Linked DNA regions of Mus musculus: region 1 is linked to region 2. The links are chromatin contacts, called in public promoter capture Hi-C maps. All regions are on one chromosome and are shown on one strand. The core of a region is the stretch at or near the end of the contact, and the rest is flanking DNA. Distances in the headings are between cores, read along the strand shown.

What was found. Promoter capture Hi-C pulls out the DNA fragments that hold promoters and counts their contacts.
Region 1: a contact with region 2 is called in a promoter capture Hi-C map of liver, with 2.1 times the contacts expected there. The contact joins the promoter of Tfap2e here to the promoter of Oscp1 in region 2. A contact is called at or near these places in 2 of 39 promoter capture datasets (both in liver).

Annotation. Positions count from the first base shown.
Region 1 is chr4:126,732,379-126,738,324 of GRCm38.p6, reverse strand. It overlaps Tfap2e (transcription factor AP-2, epsilon), which reads left to right and starts at 2,056. Exons shown (of 7, transcript NM_198960.2): 1 at 2,056-2,360; 2 at 2,673-3,155; 3 at 3,674-3,725. The coding sequence starts at 2,334.
Region 2 is chr4:126,056,526-126,063,493 of GRCm38.p6, reverse strand. Oscp1 (organic solute carrier partner 1) reads right to left here and starts at 4,929. Exons shown (of 10, transcript NM_172701.3): 1 at 4,702-4,929. The coding sequence starts at 4,813.

The DNA.
Region 1 (5,946 bases), core at 807-3,306, 680 kb before region 2:
AAAGCTGCACAGCTGTGGATAACAAAGTCAAACTCACACCAGATCTTAGATCTGTCCTGAAGAGAAAGGCTTCACAGCTGCCCCCATCTGCCTCCCCCGCCATCATAGCTGCTGGTTCCGGCCTCTGGGAAGCTCTCAGGGATGAATCCTCGGATACTAGCTAGTTTCATCCTCTCCTCACAGCCCCCACAGCCCCATCCCATGTGTCATGGCTGAAAGAAATCCAGCCTCGGCTTCGTTCTAGCCATGTGCCATCTAGAACATAGGTTAATGTTCTAATCTCTCAATGGTATCACTTTTACCTTCTCATCTGTTTCTTCACCAGAAAGAAACAGAAGGTGGCAGCGATTCCTCTCCACTAGTTTTTGTTGCAGAAACAGAACTTGGAGAGGAAGCCAGACTTGTCCAGAATTACACAGCCTCTGAGGAGTGAGACTAAATTTTAAATGCCTGAGTCCAAGACAGGAAAGAATAATGATCCTGAGAACAGAGAAGGGCCACCCCAGCACTGCCACTGAACTAGTTGTTTGACCATAGGCCAGTAAGTCACCTAGCCTCTCTGTGCCTTGTTCCTCACTTGAAAATGAGGGTGACAAAGGACTTGGTGAGTTAGGAGACTCCATATTAACGGTGTGTGGTGAGTGGGCACCGTGACCATTTCTATCCCCTCCCTATTTTCAACATGAAAAAGAAAACATCTTTCTGCTTTTTATTAAGATTTATTTATTTTATGTGAGTATATTTTTGCTGTCTTCAGACACACCAGAAGAGGGCATATGATCTCATTACAGATGGTTGTGAGCCACCACATGGCGGCTGGGAATTGAACTCGGGATCTGTGGAAGAGCAGTCAGTGCTCTTAACCACTGAGCCATCTCTCCAGCCCTCTGCTTTTTAAATTCTCATTGTCATTAGGATTTCTCTCACTTGCCTTTTCTTAATCCCCATCTCTGCTTCTTAGGACAGACGGGTTAAATTTTGGAAGAAAGAAAAGGGATTGGTAGTGGTCATTAGGGCATGTTTGACAGAGAGAAAGAGAGAGAGAGAGAGAGAGAGAGAGAGAGAGCACCTGCCATGGTGATGGTGACACACAAATGCGTAGACTGTGCCTAGGTGTGACAATGCACCCCTTCCACCCTGTGTCAGTATTTTGGCCTCTTCTTAAGTGCAGATCATGCCAGACTCCTACTCTCTGTGCCTAGGTGGTGTCCTCAGCATCCAAGGATCCTGGCTTGGCATTGAGGATTACCAGCTTAGAAAGTCTGAGAGAAGTCAGCATTTTCAGAGCGTTTTTTGGATCCAAAACCATGAAAGAGAGGTTGCTAACACCCCCTCTCTCATTCTCTCTCTCTCTCTCTCTCTCTCTCTCTCTCTCTCTCTCTCACACACACACACACACACACACACGCACACACACACTGACACAAGTATGCACATAAACTGATGGGCTTGAGTTTGCCACTCACCGGTGTATTCCACACTCACCCTTGGGTGGTCAGAGAAAAGACCATTTAACAGGGAAGAAAGCTGATACCAGAAACAAGGAATGCTTTGCTCAAACTCAAAGGCGAACGCGTACATTTGTTTAAGCATTAATTTTAAAAGATTTAGAAGGGAGTGGCGAGATCGTTTATTGGGTTAATTCATTGACCACGAAGCCTCAAGACCTGAGTTCGAACCTTCAGGACCCACAGGATGGAAGCAAATAACTGACTACTGCAAGTTGTCCTCTGACCCGCACATCGGGCACACGGGTGAGCCCTTCCACTAAATAAGTTAATGTAATAAGCAAATGTAAAGAGAAAATTCACAGACCCGAGCGAACACAGACCCCTGAGTTGCATTCCAGCCTCGAATCCCATTTGATCGCAGCTGCAAGCTTGGAGGCCAGAAGGAGCTCACATCAGCTGGACTCGAATTCATTCACTCCTCACCCCACCGGTTCCCACCAGAGCCACGCCTCCCTTTCCGCAGCCAAGGGAAAAGGCTGAGATAGGCCATAGCTTGTCTCTTTAATGCGCGCCCCCAGAGGCCCGAGCGCGCCCCCGCCGCTATAACTAGAGTGCATGGAGCAGGCTGAGCTCAGAGGGCGGGCGCTGGGCACCCGTTGCCCGACTTTTTTCCAAGTGCCATCAGCTCCCGTCTGGCCCATTTCCATGGACGCTCCCGCAGGCGTCCCCCGCTGAGTACCCCGTACCTTCTGGACTCCCGGCAGACTTACCCCCAGCTTCCAGACGGTGATCCCCGTGGGCTGTAAGGGCTCCCGGCTCTCGCCTCGCCGTCGAACGAGGGCTGTGTCTCCGCCACACCTCACGCCCCACACTACCCGCCCCATGTTGGTGCACACATACTCCGCCATGGTGAGTAGACTCGGGTCCCGGGCACACTGGGCAGAGGGCATCGAGGAGCCTGGCTGCTGAAGCCTCCAAACCTTCTGCCCCCCACCCCCGCGCCAACGAAATCGCGAAGGTAGGGGACCGTAGGGCCTCTTGGCAGCCCAGGAAGTGGTGGCAGAGACCCGTACGTGGTTGGTCTCCAGCCTGGGGCCGCGGCGCCCGCGGGGCCAACGCCGGTGGACAGCTGCAGGACACCCGCGAGCTGGAGGGGACCTGGCGGGCTGGTGTCTTTTCGGCCGCTCATGGGTCACCTAACGCACGCCTCCCCTTCTGCAGGAGCGCCCCGACGGGCTGGGCGCAGCGGCTGGCGGGACCCGCCTGTCGTCCCTGCCCCAGGCGGCCTACGGGCCCGCGCCGCCACTGTGTCACACTCCCGCCGCCTCTGCCACCGCGGACTATCATCCTCCTTACTTCCCGCCGCCCTACCCTCAGGCGCCGCTGCCCTACGGCCAGGGTCCCGACGCCACCGCTGCCTTTCCGCACCTCGCCGCTGACCCCTACGGCGGCCTAGCGCCCCTGGCGCAGCCGCAGCCCCCGCAGGCCGCCTGGGCCGCACCCCGTGCGGCCGCCCGCGCCCACGACGAGCCGCCGGGCCTGCTGGCGCCACCCGCCCGCGCTCTGGGTCTCGACCCGCGCCGAGACTACGCCGCCGCGGTTCCCCGGCTCCTGCACAGCCTGGCCGACGGCGCGCACGGCCTGGCCGATGCTCCCCTCGGTCTTCCAGGATTGGCGGAGCCGCCCGGTCTGGAGGAATTGCAGGTAAGCCCAGAGTGAGCCACGGTGGGTCCCGATGGGCAGCGATTTAGCATCCTGGCTGGAAACAAAAAAGTAACAAAAGTAGGAGCCCGGCTCTTCTCCCAGGTGCAACTTTCCATCTCTGCCGCTAACAGGGAGTCTTCCGTTAGATGCTGTCTGGCCAAAAGATGGCCTCGAACTGTGCCTGGGTGGCAGCAGCCCTCGTGGAATCACTTCTTTCTCTCCCCACTGTAGGGTTGAGCCATGGTGGGCATCCATACCCAGTCCCAGTCCGCAGGGGCAACCTGGGCCGGGGTTAGGAGAGGCACAGGAGTGGTCTATCTAAGGCAAGGCAATCATCCAGGCAGTGCTGCAGCTTAGACGCATATGGTGCTGAGCCCAGGCTATTCCTGGTCACGCCTGTCCCCCGGTAGCCGCCTCAGGCAGCCGGTGGTACGCGTAGGGCGGAGCAGACATGGACTAGGGGTAGCTGGGCGACTAGGTCCATACGGACCCTCACTGCCATCCTCTTCTATTTGCAGGCGATAGATGACCCTGGAATGAGCCTCCTGGACCAATCGGTGATCAAGAAAGGTAAGGAATGGTGTGCGACTTCCAGGGCAGAGTCAGGCCCTGGGTGCTCAGACCCATTTTCTTTCTCCCTGGCTGTTGTTTCCTGTGCGTCGCCCGGCTGCGTGGCCACGGAACATCCTTCCTCGCCCAGGAGAGAGGCCATGGCGCTAGCTGGATAATTTGACTCAGGACTTTGCCGCCTGAGGTGGGCTCGCACTACCTAGGCTGCAGCTGCTTGGCCTCTCCTCTCTGAAGGAAGGGCGTTCTTGTGGATCTGGAGTCGATTTGCAGAACGAGTTAAACCACTTCCCTGTTTCCTAAGAAATGGGAAAGGGAGCACTGTTGCCACAGATTTTGTTCAATGGTTTCCACTTTTATTGAGCTTTAACATTTTGGAGCCTGGCAAATGCTTTCTGTTCCTTTCTTCTCAGCAGACCGGGGCGGGGAGGGAGGTGCTTCCATTTCCCCTCACCTCCCAGGGCAGAGGATTTTCTTTAAAAGCATTTAGGATTAGAAGAGATGACTAGCTTGGGACGGGCTGTGTGCTCCTGGAAAGGTCTGCTGCTTCCAGGACTGTCTGTGTCTCTGAGCTTAGGGTCCTGTGCACACTCTATGTTCCTTTTCTAGGCAGCAGTGTTTCTTGGGGTGTGTTTGCTGCTGTGACTGTATTCGTGATTTGTATCTGTGGGTGTTGTGATATAGTTTCTATTTGGGGGCTTCTCTGAATACCTAACGTGTGTTCTGGAATTTGTCGTTTGGTATTTGAGGTGTTCTAAGAATGTGAGGGCCTCTCCTTGGTCCGTTGGTTGTTGTTGCTGCTGCTGTTGTTGTTTGCCTCCATATTTGTTTGTCTTTTGAATTAGTCAAAGGCAGGAGTGGGAGACACCCCTTGAGTAGAGTTAGTAGAGTTTTGGGTCTGAAGACCGAGTTCTAACCATGCCTAGGAAAGGTAAGACAGAGGCAAATTAGACAGAAGCAGAGACCCAGACCTTGGGCAAGCTTCTTAGAATTGGGGTGGGTGCCCAAAGGAATTCAGAGGCTCATGGGAGCCTGTAGCGCCCAAGGGCAGGCACACCTCCCGCAGGATTTGGCTGGAGCTGTTTTTCAAACAAGTGAATTCAAGCCCAGGCTGTTTGCCCTGCCTAGGTTCTCAGGGGAGGCTTGTGGTGGGAGTGGAGCTGGTACAAGGGGCTGGACTTCCAGAACTAGAGCTAGGTATGGAGTTCAGGAGATTAGCGAACACACCTCCCAGAACTTGGTGAGGGATGTCTCCAGGAATCTGGGACTCTCAGGGAGTACAGGGAAGAAGAGGCCCATGACCCACCTCACCAGCGCATTGCTAGCTGCACTTTGTTGGGTTCCTGAACAGCTCTTGTTTTGACCCAGTCGAAGGGAAAGTTGGATTTGCCACTGGGCTCTTTGCAAATCCTCCAGATTCTGGCTCCTGTCCAGGCTTAAGGGCAGAGAACCCAGGTTCATTGACTCCCTAGAGAGACCCAAGCTCTACGTTTTAGGAAGGCACTCCAGTATCCCAAGGCAGAAGAATCTACTGTTGATCTGAGTGCTTTAGGTCTTGAGAGTTCCTTGTAGGTTCCCGGGGCTTGCCCAGACCCCAAAGTGCACACCGGGGAATGAGTTGAAGCACTCTCAGAAACTAAATCAGTCTGAGGCACTGCAGCAACTGTGGGAAGGGAGGGAACAGCCCGGGACAACCTGCGGAAAGAGGAGCCTGGATCCACGGCAAGCTTGGAGATCTGCTATCCAGCGGGCCTCTGAAAGAGAAAAGGGGTCCAATGCCCTGGGATAGCGGGCTCCCACGACCCACCCCAAGAGGAGCGGCTTTGGCGAGTCAGGCAGCTCTACCACCAGACCATGTTCCCTGGGAGAGCCTCGCAACACGCAGGTTTTTTTGTTTGTTCGGGTTTTGTTTTTTTTATTTTTGCCGGGTTCTAAACGGTGAACGTCGGACTCGACGCTTCGCCAGGTGGGTGGCCATAGGTGACAGGTTAGCTACTGCTGTTGGTACTCAGGCCCTTTCAACGTTATCGGGCGCTTTCTGAAGACTCTGGACACTGTTTTCTATGGTGAGCGACCGCCCACCGCCCAAACCCAACCTTGGCGAAAGAAACTCCCGCCTTGGTGAAAGAAACTCCCGCCTTGGAACCCTGAAGCGTCTCGGCGTGAAGGGACCTTGCGCCGCTAGGACTTGGGGTCCAGCACAGGAAACCCTTGCAGCCTCGGG
Region 2 (6,968 bases), core at 3,680-6,179:
AAGGCAACCTAGTGAGATGCTAGCTCTAAATCTGGCCGGATGAGGAGGTAACCCAAAGGCAGAGCTCTTGCCTCCTGTGCATGAGGCTTTTAAAATCCAGTCCCCAGGACTGGGGGGTACCGTGGACAAGTCGTACGCTTTTGGAGAGGAAGTAAATGGAGAAGCAGGTCTTGGCTGGCCTTTCTAAAGCAGTTATTTGGTTTTTTTTTTTTTTTTTTTTGGAGGGGGGTGGCTGTATCAACATCTGCTGTTTCTCTGTGGTATTAGCATTACAGGCTTGCAGTTATTTAGAGATGGGGAGTTTTTATCCTCTTGAAGGTGTGTCTGACCCTCCTTGGTCTGCTGTGGATAAAACAGAATGGAAAACAGCAGGTCACTCAGTCAGCAATGGTACCCAGTGCCAGCAGAGAGCTCTAGCGAGCTGCAGGTTCCTCCCCTACTTTCCTCTTTAAAATGCCAGGCTAGGTATCCCCAGCCCCAACTTATTATTCTCCAGATGACTTGTTTGTGACAATCTAGCTTGTTATACTTTGCATGGGATGTAGGCCCAGGGGTTCTAGGGCAGGCTGTTCCATTTGAACCAGAACAGAACTCCACTGCTGTTTAGTCCTTCAGCACTACACATTTCAGGAAAACAAAATAAAACAAAAAACAAGTGAACAAACAAAACAAACAAAACCCAGAAAGGTCACTTCACAGTCACGTGCTGTGTGTCTCAGGTTCCTCTCCCGTAATGAGGAACAAATGTAACAGGGTTTTATGAGGACAGAAGTGAGGCAGAGGTGGCTTCTATGGCCCATCCTATTGCTTAAAATGTGGGACAACGTTTAGTATGCAACTCTCACAAGCCGCCCCATTAAGGGTTCAACACTAAACTCTGGCTGCATTGTGGGAGAAACGGCAATGTCTGAGCTGGACTTTTGGGAACAGGGATGGCCTCTGGGAGACCAATTAGTTGTCTAAGATAATGAAAACGGCTCCAAGAAATACGGTTTCCTCCAGAGCATCCACGAGGACTAATTTACCATGTCTGGGCTTTTACAGGCCTGTGTACAGACATCTGACCTAATGGTATTGGCTCCAGCTCCTGCAGCCAGACCAAATACCAGAATAGACAAGCGCTTAACTTTTAAATTTTATGCTGTCTTGCTTTCTTTCTCTTCTACAAGGCTCCACTGGCCAACTATTTAATTTCTTTTTTTTTTTTTAAGATTTATTTATTTATTATATATGAGTACCTTAGCTGTCTTTAGACACACCAGAAGAGGGCATCAGATCTCATTACAGATGGTTGTGAGCCACCATGTGGTTGCTGGGATTTGAACTCAGGACCTCTGGAAGAGCAGTCAGTGCTCTTAACCACTGAGCCATCTCTCCAGCCCATTTCATTTCTTTTAGAAGCTAGGTGGATATACACACATGCATGTACATGTGCGTGTGCGTGTGCGTGTGTGTGTGCGCGCGCGCGTGTATTTGAAAGCTTCCCCTTTCCTAACAACCCCCACAAGATTCCCATACAGCCCCTGCAGATGAGGCAGCCCTGTGCAGCAGCACTTAACGGACATGCCGATTAGGAATGGGAGCTCTGGGGTCTCAAGGCCAGGAGTGTCAAGTCACTTGCTCCTCCAACCAGCTCTGCAAAGCTGAGCAAAGCGACTTTGGTTTTTCTTGTAAAACTGGATGGTGGTGTTATCTATATGGAAGAAAAGCCCTAGGCATCATGGTTGGTTTTTTTTTTCCCTTTTCTTTTTGTTTTTGTTCGTTTTGTTTTTTTCAAGACAGGGTTTCTCTGTGTAGCCCTGGCTGTCCTGGAACTCACTCTGTAGACCAGGCTGGCCTCGAACTCACAGAGATCCACCTGCCTCTGCCTCTTGAGTGTTGGGATTAAAGGCTTGCGTCACCACTGCCCAGCCATTAAGGCATTTAAATGAAGTATTGATACAATTGAAAAACTGTTTCCATAGAGTGGTGGCTCGTGCCTACAACCTCAGCACTTGGGAGGCTGAGGCGAGAGGACTGTTGGAACAGCTACAGTGTGAGCCTTGTTTCAATAAAGCAAAAACAAGTATTGTATTGTTGTCATTATGGTGATGGGTCTTGAGTTTTAGAATCAGTTATGGATCGCACTCATCAGTAACCCACTTCCAGGGACAGACAGGCTCAACCTGGTTCTCCCCAGAATCTCACATGGTGTGACATCGGCCATACACTGCGGAATGAGTGAGTGGATGAAAATGAATCACTAAAGATGGCTGAGACTCCATAAATAAACCAGAAAAGACCATCACTCTTAACACAACTGGGGTACCAACGCTGAGGGGATGGGAACAGGGGGATCAGAGTTCAAGGCCAGCCTTTGCTACAATAGTGGGTTTTATGTAAGAAAAGATAGCATGTATATGTTGTATTATTATTTTTTTTTTGAGACAGGGCTTCTCTGTATAGCGCTGGCTGTCCTGGAACTCACTCTGTAGACCAGGCTGGCCTCGAACTCAGAAATCCGTCTGCTTCTGCCTCCCGAGTGCTGGGATTAAAGGCGTGCGCCACCACGCCTGGCTCAGACCTCCTCTTGAAAGGCAACACCAACTACTAATTGTGTGAACATGAAATGCACATTATAGCTTCGCTCTCAGGTGTGTATTATTATCATCATTTTATAGAGAAACAAGCTTACAGAGGTCATCACACTTGAAGATCCCGCAGCTAGCTACATGTGGGATCTAGACTTGTATGCCTTCAAAGGCCACGTTAATAATGTAAATTGCTAATTTACACTGTCCTCCAAGATGCGGACTATCTAGAGAAATCGAGCCTGCCCCTCCACTAGGGCTATTAGCCTGAGTGAAATCGCATCACACAGGCAGCAAGAAACAAGCCTCCCGAGGAAGGAACACAATGGCGTATAACAACACCGGCAGGTTGCTCCTCAACCCTGTAGTGAGCACTGATTTATTCTCATCTGCGAGTCGAGTGCTAGATGCTGAAGTACAAACATGTGTAAGACAAACAAGTGGGGAGACACAGGCAAACAGTTGAGCATCGATCTGCCAGCCATGTGGTAAGGTAAGAGAAGCACGGGAGGACACAGTGAGAACAGAAGCAGGTCCTTCTGAGGAAGGAGGGAGGCTCCTGAGGGACGAGACTCTTCAGGAGGTCGGGGAAAGGACGGAGTCATGAAGGACACAGGTTAAAGATCTACACACACTTTGGTGTGATTGGGACTCAAAGTGTCTGTACTGGCTAGTTTTGTGTCAACTTGACACAGCTGGAGTTATCACAGAGAAAGGAGCTTCAGTTGAGGAAATGCCTCCATGAGATCCAACTCTAAGGCATTTTCTCAATTAGTGATCAAGGGGAAAGGCCCCTTGTGGGTGGGACCATCTCTGGGCTGGTAGTCTTGAGTTCTATAAGAGAGCAGGCTGAGCAAGCCAGGGAAGGCAAGCCAGTAAAGAACATCCCTCCATGACCTCTGCATCAGCTCCTGCTTCCTGACCTGCTTGAGTTCCAGTCCTGACTTCCTTTGGTGATGAACAGCAGCATGGAAGTGTAAGCCGAATAAACCCTTTCCTCCCCAACTTGCTTCTTGGTCATGATGTTTGTGCAGGAATAGAAACCCTGACTAAGACAGTGTCCTAATCGGAGGGCCCCAACGTGTTCTGCCTAGGACTTGGTCTCCATTTAGACAGGAGTGGAAGGTTGTCGGCAATTTTGAGGAGAGACATACTAGACATATTTGCATTTTATAAAGCCCCACTAGACATATTTGCATTTTGTAAAGCCCCTGGTAGCAAGGCTGGGAATGAATGGAAGGGAGTGGTCCAGAGGGTTCTCTTGTCTGTTTACGTATGCACTTACACAAAATCAGACACACCATCTGAATGTGCCTGTTTAACATCAATGGAGGGGACATAAGCTGTTGGGAGGAAATCGAGCTTTCATTAGTGTTCAGTTGTCCTTTAGATAAATGTTTACTCCTCTGCCTACAAATACAATAGCCCAGCAAATTTGGTGAACAAAGTTGTTTGCTGAGAAGTAAGATAGACTGGCAGCGTGTTTTGGGTGGTCGTTTCTCTCTGCACTACACATGGCATAATTTTGCATTTTATAAGCCTTCCAAAAGTATTTTCACAATTGCAACCCCTTCCAACACTTGCAAAATCAAGAAGCATGTTTTCGTTCTTATCTATATTATTTTGGGGCCCTACATTTCTAGAAATGGCTTCTGAAATGAGCATGACCAGGCTTCTGCTTACGTAGGAGGACAGAGACGCGGGCGTCCCCATCTGTTTTGTGGGGGTTAACGGATGGTTATACCTGCCAAAAGTATCTTGTCAACTGTAACTACTTTTGGAAATAGACAGATTTCCAGAGACTGGGAAATCGAGGGCTCAGGCACTGTAAGTATGTCCAATGTATTAGGCTTCTCTGTGGGGAAATGCTCTTTTGGAGAATTAATTTGACTCCGGAGGGCTTCCAACTGCATGGGCTCTGCGTCTTTTGAGAAAGATACCCGGCTGTCAAAGAGAAGTGCGCAGAGGCATCGGTTTGGCTATTGGGATGAGGGGAAGGGGGTCAGGTGCCGGTCGGCCTGGGTATCAGGACGGAGGTTGGAGGGGGGCTGGTGCTAGGCTGCGGTTCTGTATAGGGACATTTAGTGCGGTGAGGAAGGGAACAGATCAAGGCTGCGGGGGCGTTACTTACCTTTGCGGGCCTTGTCTCCGGGGATGTTCTGGGCCCTCAGTCGCTGGTCTAGGACGTAAAGCATCTCCCCGCCCAAGTTCAAAAAGAGCAGCGGCAGAGTCCGAACCGACATAGTGCCGGAAACCCGCAGGGTAGATGAAGGAAGAACCCCAGGGTTTGTGATTTAGCAGCCTGGAGGCCCCTACGCGTCCATAGCCCGGTTGCTGGGGCAACGCCGGGAACAGAAAGGCGAACCAATCACATGGTGGATTGATAGGAGGTGGCCGAAGACCGGCGCTTATTGGGTTAAGTGACAAAGATCGCTTCAGGGGATTGGTTCAAACGGAGGCGCGCACCTTTGGCCTCCCGGGAGCGCTGGTTTTGAGTTTTCCAGTTTAGCTTTGGTGTCGCCGGGAGCGTTCCAGCCAGCCGCGCGTATCTGCCGTGGCCCAGCCATCGCACCGGAAACTAGGAAAATCAACCCCAGCGTCTTCGGAGTCGTTCGCCTAGAGTCGTCTAGCGTCCCGGTCCGCCATGGCCTGCTGTGCTGCGGGCAGATTTGTGAACTATCTCCCAGGGACGTGCAGAGGAACCAGTGAGGTCATGGCAAGCGCCACGAAGGCATTCTGAGTTATTATAATCCCTCATCTCGATTAGTTATATCATTTGTCTCCTTTCTAACCCCTCCTGGAAGCGATGTTACGCCGGATTTACTACTCAGTGAGGCAACCCAGCCCGGCCCTCCTAGCAACTTAAGTAGCACCCTCGCGTTTCTTCACCTACGGCTGGACCTTTTCAGACGATTCGTCATCAGTGTTTCTGCTAAGCACTTCTCTCTCCAGCCACAGCAATCTTGAGACTTGAGCTTTGGAACCTACATCCACCTCCTTTAATAATCAGCCACTTCCTCCTTTTCCTTGTAGAATCCTCGCATTCCTTAATTCCCCTTTCTGCATTCCTACGTTCCTCTGTGTCACTGCTCTGATGCTGTTGGACTAAATTTCAAAAGGCGCCGCTTACAAAACACAGCTCATTCCTTCAATGTCTTCCTTCCTGCTTGTGGCATCCTCCACGTCACACCTTCTAGTCGTTTTTCTTTCCTCCCAAGAGCCAAACTTTTTAAAATTGTCTAGTACAACTTGAACCTTTTTGTTTTGTTTTGAAACAGGGTTTCTCTGTGTTGTCCTGGCTGTCCTGGAACTTGCTCTGTAGACCAGGCTGGCTTCAAACTCGGAGATCCACCTGCTTCAGGCTCTGGGAGTGCTGTGACCCGGCACATGAGCTTAACACCTCAGCCCCACCTGTAATAAACATCTTTATCTTCTGGTGGGCCTTATGCATTTTGTTATCTGCCCAGCTTCCAACACTATCTCAAGTTTTGGCAGAACACGGTCCCTTTCAGAGTTTGCCTCTGTGTACTGTCAGACTGGATAGGGTCAAGACAGAGCAGCAAGGTGTGGCTGCACTTGCCTTTGATCCCAGCACTTTGTAAGCAGAGTCCAGCCTGGTCTACATAGCAAGTTCTAGGACAGTCAGGACTGGGTCCCTGTCTTTAAAACCAACAAAAATCAGGCTGGAGAGATGGCTCAGCGGTTAAGATCACTGACTGCTCTTCCGAAGGTCCTGAGTTCAATTCCCAGCAACCACATGGTAGCTCACACCCATCCGTAACGAGATCTGGCGCCCTCTTCTGGAGTGTCTGAAGACAGCTACAGTGTACTTACATATAATAAATGAATAAATCTTTAAAAACAAAAATCCAAAACCAGAGAGAGCTAGGTTTGAACACTAGTCAGCTTTCAAAATTGGACAAGTTGTCTATGTTTCGTAAGCCTGTTTTCAATAGAAAATAGGACAGTGGCCGCAAAAACCTTTAATCTCAGCACTTGGAAGGCAGAGGCAGGTGGATTTTTAAACTCAAGGCCAGTCTGGTCTACAGAGTTCCAGGACAGTCTGGAACCCCCTTACCTTCCCCTCCTCCCCTACAAAAAAATAGAAAGGCAGCCGGCTTGAGGAATAAAGGATTTAAGTATCAGGCAATATTGAAGTGCCCATGGCTGCATTTAAGAGTGCCTTCCCTGCAGGCCTGATCCACTGCTGTGGCGTTCTCTCCCAAGGCTGGTGCCTGGTCCTGTAGCACAGGACCTCTACACAGGTCTCCATCTCATTAAGGCCTCCCTCAGTGTTCCTGGAGGTGATAACCAAACAGTCCAGCTTCACTTCTGATTCTATCCACTCACCTCCTCCTCCATCTCAGAGATGATCTCAATTTTCCCATCCTCACATGG